Linked DNA regions of Urocitellus parryii: region 1 is linked to region 2. A link is a contact called in public Hi-C data. All regions are on one chromosome and are shown on one strand. The core of a region is the stretch at or near the end of the contact, and the rest is flanking DNA. Distances in the headings are between cores, read along the strand shown.

Region 1 (4,445 bases), core at 931-3,430, 200 kb after region 2:
CATAAAATACTAGATTAGTCACATATAGCCTCCCTGAAGGGTACTCACTACAAAGATAGATCTTTTATAGTCCTTACCTCAAAATATTTTTTCTCAATTTCTGGATTTTTCCCCATTGTACGTTGTTCATAGCAACATATGATACAAGTTTCAGATCCACTGAGATCTTTCAGTGTTTTCAGCAATGGTTCCAAAGACTATAATAGAAAAACGTATTTCATGACTTCAAAAATTTTCTATTAAGAGGAGGTTAGGGAAGTAAAAGGATTAATTCCCCTATTATTCATTTTTTAATCAATACAACAAAGTACATGTAGTTAACGTTTTCTAACAATGATTGGTAAACTCCTCTTAATAATTAATTATTGGCCTGGGTGGTGGCTCAGTGGTAGAGCACTTGCTTAGCATGTATGAGGCACTGGGTTCGATTCTCAGCACCGCATCAAAATAAATGAATAAAATAAAGTCCATCAACTTAACTTGAACATGGGTTGGCTCAATGCTCATTATTTTAAATATAAATGATACCCACAATGCTATCATACACCAATATTTAAAGAAAAATATTGCAGTGGCATATGCCTGTAATCCCAGCAGTTTGGGAGATTGAGACAAAAGGATCCTGGGTTCAAAGCCAGCCTCAGCAATAGCAAGGAGCTAAGCAACTCAATGAGACCCTGTCTCTAAATAAAATACAAAATAGGGCTGGGAATATGGCTTAGTTGGTCATGTGCCCCTTAGTTCAATCCCTAGTTCCAAAAAAAGAAAAGAAAAATATTTGGTCTAGTAAATCTTGCCACAAAACCATGAATTTTTTAAAAAATGCAACTTAATTCTCCTGGTTAAACATTTCATTGGGAACAACTAAGGGCAGGGGTGGGAGGCTAAGGGGTGATTTTAGGGCTGGGGATGTAGCTCAGTAGTAGAGCACTCACATGTGTAAGGCCCTGGATTTGATCTCCAGCCCCCTAATGTCTGCCACGCCCAAGAAAGGTTTTTTTTTTTTTTTTTTAATTTTTAATATTTATTTTTTAGTTTCTGGCGGACACAACATCTTTGTTGGTATGTGGTGCTGAGGATCGAACCCGGGCCGCACGCATGCCAGGCAAACGCACTACCGCTTGAGCCACATCCCCAGCCCTTTTTTTTTTTTTTTTAAAAAAAAAGGTTATCATAGCTTTTCATAACAGATCCAAGTGGTAAAATCCTTTAAAACTTTTGAAGAAGCCTCTAATAAAATGCATATAACACTCTTCTAAACATGATTTGTAGGTATATATGAATGTATATACATAGTCTCTTGTGACTTTTGTTTTATTTTTGCTACAACCATCTATCAACCATAGACAAATATCCTGAATTCAGAGATGTTAAAATGTGAAGAAATGTAGTTTCAGAATACAAAAAACAGTTAATAGATTAGAGAGATTTCACTCACTGAACATTTACCTCCTCGTAGTATATGCAGTCAGCCATCAGTATGTAGTCTGGTGGAGAAGGAAAGTCTTCTATTTCTTCCCCCCTTCAAAATGTCAAACAAGTATTTTAAACTGTTAATAATTTAAAATACTCTTGCTTTATAAGCAAGAGCCAATAAGTTCATTTCGTATTATCATGGCTTTAATGAGATGCAATTTAAAACAAACTATGAATTGTTATTTTAAAACAAGCTGAAAGGCCATACAAACCATTTCAGTACCTTGGCTTGAACAGAACCAGTGACAAGATGTTTGTTCATATTAATATTCATCTTCAGCAAGTCTTGCAATTCCTCAAGATCGGTGACCACAACATCTGCCCTATAAAATAACATTGATTGAGGGGTAGGCACATGGTGGGTAACTGGCAATATGAGTTTCAAAGCAAAGCGGTGTCCCCTCCCTTCAATTCTTACCCGAGGGTAGCAGCCATGAGTCCCACCGCCCCCGTGCCTGAGCCCAACTCCAGCACCGACCGCCGGCTCAACACATGGGCCCCGTCTCCGGAAAACCCCGGCGTTTCCAAGTATTTAGAGAGCACAATGGCAGCGTCCCAAACAACGCAACCCACACCACCGGAGTCATACTGCTGCAGTCGTAGGGCTGTCCCATCCCGCTTCTCCAGAACTCTCACAAAGCTCCGCAGCGGATCCTCCACCACCGAATCCACAGCAGCCGCCATCTCTGCCAGCTAAAGGGTGCAGCTTGCTTAGTGACGACTCATTTGTGCGCCGCTCACAGGCCAAGCCTTGAGAGGGGCCCGCGCCTCCTAGTGGCGGACTTGGCACCTCGCGCGTGCGCAAGTCAACAAAGCCCAGAAGGCTGCAGCACCTTGGGCGTAACCCAGCACTAACCGCCCTTTTCCCTTCCTTCTCCTGTAAAACGCGCCTGGCTTAAGGAACAGCTAGTTTAAGTCACTTTCCGAGATAAAACTAATATAATCCGCTCTGTGAAAAAACAAAGCAAACACTGGAGCATTTTTACGTGGTTAGAGATTGACTCATACTGTAGTTACCTTAAATCCAGGCAGCTTCCCAGAGCCTACCAAAGGTGTCTATTATCTTTCTCAGGAAGTTTCCAAGTGTGCTCCTAGTTTTTCCGTATGAATGCATAAAAAGGATTGCTGGAAACTTGCAGCTTGCATTTACCAGTTAAAAATTTTTTTAATCCCTCTAAAATTTACATCATATAAATTATTTGGGATTATGTAGTTTTAAGTTGCATGAAATAACTCAATGTGTGCATACATATATCTACAGTACTCTAATATCCCCTTGTTCTTTACAATGAAAACACATTTTTTAAAAAGTCTTTTAAAAATTAAGACTGAGGTGATTTATTAATCTTGTTAAGAACTCTGATACAAAGCACAGTAAAAGGCCACAGACCAGTAAATAAAGAACGTGGCTTTTGGCTACTTTACAACCACTGCTACAGCCTATCACATAACATAATTTTCATCACTTTGAGAGAAGGTATCCAAATGGCAAATAAAAGTTTTACCCACTTCTGATTAAAAAGTTTAATAAAGCATTAAGTATTTGCTGGTTTAAATATTACCAATCTAAAAAAATATTTTTAAAAAATTTCAGTTAACACAAGATTTATAGAGAAAGTCACTAGGTTTTGAAGGCAAGGCAGTTGGTTCCTATGCCATAAGAACTTTTCCTCTGAACCTATGAATTAGTAAAGTAGCAGATTGTATTATAGACCTCAAGTCATTTAAATTTATATAGGTTATTAACATTATCTTTAAATATACAATATAAACAAAACTGTACATACATGGCATATTAACTTTGTTTTCCAAAACAATAGGCAACTTATTAGCTAAAGACGCCATACTCTGCAAAAACAAAAGGCACATCTGAATGAAATACATGCCCTTTTTTTCCTCTATAATTGGGTTATGTATTCTTTGTTTACATTTTGACAAAATAATATACACAGTGCATTCTATTATTTTCATTCCACATTTCATTTTTGTCTTCAGCAGCAAATACTGGCATTTAAGACATGGCATTAAAGAATTTAAGAACAGTGGGTGTTATTCACAATTCTCCTAGATGTAAAAACTACAAGTAAAAACCTTCCAGAAGATGGTCAAAGAGATTTAAAAATCAGTAACACCATACACCTCTATATTTGTGTAAATTCATTACCTTAAAAAAGGCCTCTATTACTCAAATTTGAAAAATTCCACAAAAGCACTATCCCCTTTCAGTGCAATCAAAGTCACTTTAAACCATATTTTAGCAGAGTCTACAGTGCAAATATAAATTCATTATACTGGCCTTTTGGCAGCACTGAGGATCCAAGACAAGGCAATGCAACTGATCACCTGAGGATATTGGTAAAGGACTTTTGTATTTTATCTTTCCAATTCTTAAAAGCTTATTTGATCAGTAGCATTTCTGTAAGAGCATTATTTGTAAAAACAAAAAATAAAAACCAAAAAACTAAAATACTATGCCTTTTTGAATAAATTAAAAAAAAAAACTTTACAAATACTATTCCAGTGTCAATGACTACATATGGCTAAGGTCATTGAGGAGTTTCTGCATTTTCTACCATAGACAGTCTGTACAATGGGGGATGTGAAAACTCTCGCTTGTAAGTCTTTGGTGGAAGTTTTGGTAGGTGAGGGCTTGAATTCTGCCTTGGTGGAACAGGGGGAGCTTGAGGATGAGCAAGACTGTTGTGATAGCATCGACGTGGTACCCTTGGAGAGGGCGTGCTAGGAGGAGTGCTTGGTGAATTTGGACATGTACTAATGTCTCTGAGCCAGTCTGGATCTCTGTGAAGATGTCCCAGTGGAGGTGGCTGAAGATTAAACGGACAGTTTATAAAGTGTTCTGGAGGTCGAAGGGGAACTGGTGGAGGGGTATCAGGAAGAGGATCTCTTGGCGGAGGTGGAGGTGGACTATGCAGAAGTCCATCAAATGCACTGGTAGGAACAGGAACTCT
Region 2 (4,644 bases), core at 2,054-4,553:
GTCCATTGGGCATGATGGCGTATACCTCTAATCCCAGCTATGTGAGAGGTTGAGGCAGAGGACTGCAAGTTCCAAGGCCAGCCTGAGCAACTTAGTGAGGCCTTGACTCAAAATAAAAAGGACTGGGAATGTAGAGGACTTGCCTAGAAAGGCCCTGAAACTCCAGTATTAAAGAGAAAAAAAAATCACATTCATTAAAGCTATCAAGAATGCTTACAAATATGTTATAATTCATTGTTTTATTTTATCTCTCAATCTTTAATGTGTTCTCATTAAAAATTTTTTTGGAAACTTTATTATAATACATACCAGAAATTATGGTAGGCACTAAGGATTCAAAATATAAAGGACATGAAACTTCCCTTACCTTATAAACACATAGGTTAAACTCCAAGACAGGGCTAACTGTCTCAAGTAGTAGTTTCAGGACATTTTGTAAAGGTATGCTTTATATTTTGTTTCTTACTTATTCTTTACTTCAACTACTAATAGATTTCCTGGGGTGATATGCCTTTTTTGAATTAGATAAGAGTTCAATTCTGGGTAAGTCTGGCCTCAGGGCTCAAAATAATAAATGGAATAAAATCGTCATCAACAAGTATGTGGGCAGATCACCTTGCCATGTAGTGAGGCTTGTTCTTGTCACTGGGTGGGATAAATAGAAATATATGACAGGGTCATACCGAATGAATTGATGCTAATAGTAATAAGAATTCAGAAGTAGGGGAAAACAGTATAGGTACTGCTGTTAAGGAAGACATTCATTTTATTTTAAAAATAAAATCTATGATTTTTAAAGTAAATGTTTGTCTTACATTATTTTTAGCTATATATATCATAAGCATACTATAAGTGGTTACTGAACAAAGCAGAAATTATGAAATGATGTTTTCTTGGGAATCTTGGTTTTCTTTTTTTTTTTTTTATATCTTATTTTTATGTGGTGCTGAGGTTTGAACCCAGTGCCTCACATGTGTGAGGCAAGTGCTCTACCACTGAGCCACAACCCCAGCCTGGAATCTTGGTTTTCAAGTTGGAGAAATTTCTTCATTTATAGGCTTTAGTTAAAAAGCAAAGACTAATTTTTCTATAGTTGGTTTTTAGAACTTTCCTGTTTAAAAAAAAAATCAGTGAAATAGAGTGCCAACTGAGAAATGTAAGTTTTGTTTCACAATTCTAGTTTATCAGTAAGATATTTCATTGAATGGAAATATTTTTAAATTTGAAATTTATTTTCATTTTCTTCTATGGTACTAGGGATCAAACCCAGGGCATGCTAGGTAATTGCATGCTAGGCAATTGCTCTACCACTGAACCATATCCACAGCCCTTACTTTTTTTGCATATGTGTGGGGCCAGGGATTGAACTCAGGGCCTGTGCATGAGAGGCAAGCACTCTACCAACTAAGCTATATTTAAAAAAAAAAAATCATTGTTTCAAGAAGGAATAAAAAAAATGCTTCATTTGTGGTATTATTTAGTAATTAAGTGTTATCTTTTTTAGATGTTTTGATTTTATTAAAATTTACTTTTCATTTACTGGTATGACTTTAAACACAAATTTTAAAATTTTCACTCCATTTTCTGTTCATTATAATTGGTTTTGTGTTATGATTAATATTTAAAATAGCATGTTAATGTATTATGTGAAGAGCCATTTTAGATAGCCACTAAGATATGCCACATATGAAAAACTTGTTGATTAACCTATTATCTATTATCGTCATTTATCCAAAAAATCTTCCCCCAAATATAATAATTGCTAATGATACTTTATAGTTATAAAGCATTTTAGGAAATACTGTTAATGAGCCTCAAAACAACTGTGAGGCAAACGGGAGGCAGCATAATTTTGAGGTTAAGAGGATAGGTCATAGATTTAATCCCAGTTCCATGACCTTCAGATTACTGGCTAACCCTCAGTTTTCTCATGTTGTAAATGTTAATACTTGAAGCAACTTCATATGGTTGCTGTAAAGATTAAAATACATCAAACAATTTAGTTCAGTATTTGCCATAAGACTTAAAATAAATGGTGACTACTTTCATGGTGATAATATTCTTCATCTGATTTTACAGTCAAGAAAAGGAAGTGTACAAAGATGAAAACATATGGATTCACATTTAGAAAATAAAGGAGTAACACCTAAATTTTAATCTTCTAAATCCCAACCATTTTTTTTCAGTTTTATAACAGTGCATTTTAGGGCCGATGGAAAGGAAATTAGGTCGTAATTAGAATATTAGTAATAAATTTAATAAGTTTATTTCAAGGTGAAGTTTACAAGGCTAACCTATCTACCATTTAACATTATCTACTATTATTGAATTTTCTTAAATTGTGAAATAAGAACACTATCATATGCTGTTAAAAAAACTTCCTTAAAAAAAACCCTTATTTCTTGTTTTTTCTCCTCTTGATATTTAACTTTCACCTTATTTTAACTTTATCACTACCACTTGATATAAAAAGTTTTCCTAAAGTCTTCCACATACATTTTATTAGTTAATCCTCAAGTGGAGTAACCAAAGTCAGTTTACACAGGCGATCCAGGCTGTAGAAGTAGTCATTCTGATTCTAAATCTTGTAACAATACTGTTAAGGCTTAAGAATGAGCTGGAGTGTGAGAAGCTACTACTGACCACACCAAGGGAAGGTGGTATTTATGAAGAGTACTCGCGTTTTTTCGAAGTTGAAAGCAGTAAGGTACTGTATCAAGGGAACTCTTGAAAATACCCTAATTTTTAAGAAACGTGAGTTCGTTCTAACGAGACACTACATAAGATCACTGAAGTGAAGCTTCAAGGCAAACCCCAGCCCAGTAAAAGCGCTGCTGCTTTCGCAGATTCCACACGGAACACTCGTCTCCCACGTGTCTTACAGGAAACACACAGAACTCAGGGAAGGAAACCAAGAAGGGGTTAGGGGAAAAGGAAAAAACAGCGAACAGGGCTTCGCTGGGGAGACTGACTGCGCGCGAAGTCTGGGGCGACTAGGAGGGAACAGGCGCAGCTTCTGGCAGGCACAGAGGTCTGGGATCAGGTCTGGAAGTAGCTCGGCTGCGCGCTCACACTGTAGACCCCCAACCTAATGGATTTACAACTGTGGTCCGGGTAGAGTCGGGGAGCCCGGAGAAAAATCAGTCAGGAAAGGAGACTCTAGATGAGCGACAGGTGGGCGCGGGCAGGGCCGTTGAGTCCTACACGCGCCGTTCCACGAGGGCCGCACCAGCTAGCCTTTCGAGCCACCGTAGCTCCGCCCCCTCCGGCGCGTGGCGCCTCTGACGCTAGGCGCGCAGGCTACTTCCCTTACAGAGGTCGCTCTTGTCCGAACGGTCGGCCTCTGCTGCGCCTGCGTGGTCGGGAGGGGAAGTGAGGCGGTTTTCTCGGCGCCTTTTCCGGCAGCGGCGGCGGCAGAACTGGGAGGAGGAGGTGGAGGCCGGAGGGAGCGCGCGCTTGGGGCGGCGGCTGGAGGTAACCTCCCGGGCCAAGCTGGAAAGGCGACTCGCCTTGGCCTCCGTTCCCCTCTGAAACTCCGGCGGTAACTCCTTTCTCCCTCTCTGTGTCTCTGCAGGCTCTGCACCGAGTTCCTGTGAGGATCAATGACCTGACGGAGCGCCGGAACCGCGCTCCCTCACGGGTGGCTTGGGTCGGTGGTGAGCCCGGTGCTCGCGGACCAGCGGGCGGGCCAGGGGGCCGCAGTCTCCCGCGGTTGGGTGAGAAGAAGGCGGAGGAGCGGGAACCGCGGCGGCGCTCGCGCGGCGCCTGCGGGGGGAAGGGCAGTTCCGGGCCGGGCCGCGCCTCAGCAGGGCGGCGGCTCTCCCAACGCAGACTCAGGGCCCCGGCGGCAGCGACTGGAGGTTTCAAGTTGTGCGGCCGGCGATGCCCGAGTGAGCCGCAGGCCCGGGCCCTGCCCCTAGGAGGCTACTTCCACGCAGGCCGCTCGAGCGCCCTCGCGGCGGGGAGCCTTCGTTTCAGTTTCGCGGCGGCGGCGGCGTTGTTGGCAGAGGGGACCCGGGACACCTGAATGCCCCCGGCCCCGGCTCCTCCGACGCGATGGGGAAGGTGCTATCCAAAATCTTCGGGAACAAGGAAATGCGGATCCTCATGTTGGGCCTGGACGCGGCGGGCAAGACAACAATCCTGTACAAGTTGAAGCTGGGCCAGTCGGTGACCACCATTCCCACCGTGGGTTTCAACGTGGAGACCGTGACTTACAAAAACGTCAAGTTCAACGTGTGGGATGTGGGCGGCCAGGACAAGATCCGGCCGCTCTGGCGGCATTACTACACCGGGACCCAGGGTCTGATCTTCGTAGTGGACTGCGCCGACCGCGACCGCATCGACGAGGCTCGCCAGGAGCTGCACCGCATTATCAATGACCGGGAGATGAGGGACGCCATAATCCTCATCTTCGCCAACAAGCAGGACCTGCCTGATGCCATGAAACCCCACGAGATCCAGGAGAAACTGGGCCTGACCCGGATTCGGGACAGGAACTGGTATGTGCAGCCCTCCTGTGCCACCTCAGGGGACGGACTCTATGAGGGGCTCACATGGTTAACCTCTAACTACAAATCCTAATGAGCATTCTTCACCCATCCCCCCGAAGGAGAGAAATCAAAAACCCATTCATAGGATTAT

What was found. Hi-C and Micro-C count contacts between places; a contact is called where the count stands out from the background.
Region 1: a Hi-C map of liver shows a contact between it and region 2, with 5 times the contacts expected there. The contact joins the promoter of Vcpkmt here to the promoter of Arf6 in region 2. A contact is called at or near these places in 2 of 2 Hi-C or Micro-C datasets (liver and muscle).

The regions. Positions count from the first base shown.
Region 1 is chr6:60,357,040-60,361,484 of mUroPar1.hap1, forward strand. Vcpkmt (valosin containing protein lysine methyltransferase) reads right to left here and starts at 2,181. Exons shown (of 6, transcript XM_077799852.1): 1 at 1,895-2,181; 2 at 1,689-1,799; 3 at 1,450-1,522; 4 at 78-197. The coding sequence starts at 2,160. Sos2 (SOS Ras/Rho guanine nucleotide exchange factor 2) reads right to left here. Exons shown (of 23, transcript XM_026391068.2): 23 at 2,686-4,445. The coding sequence ends at 4,023.
Region 2 is chr6:60,159,861-60,164,504 of mUroPar1.hap1, forward strand. It overlaps Arf6 (ARF GTPase 6), which reads left to right and starts at 3,304. Exons shown (of 2, transcript XM_026391060.2): 1 at 3,304-3,474; 2 at 3,575-4,644. The coding sequence starts at 4,057. The coding sequence ends at 4,584.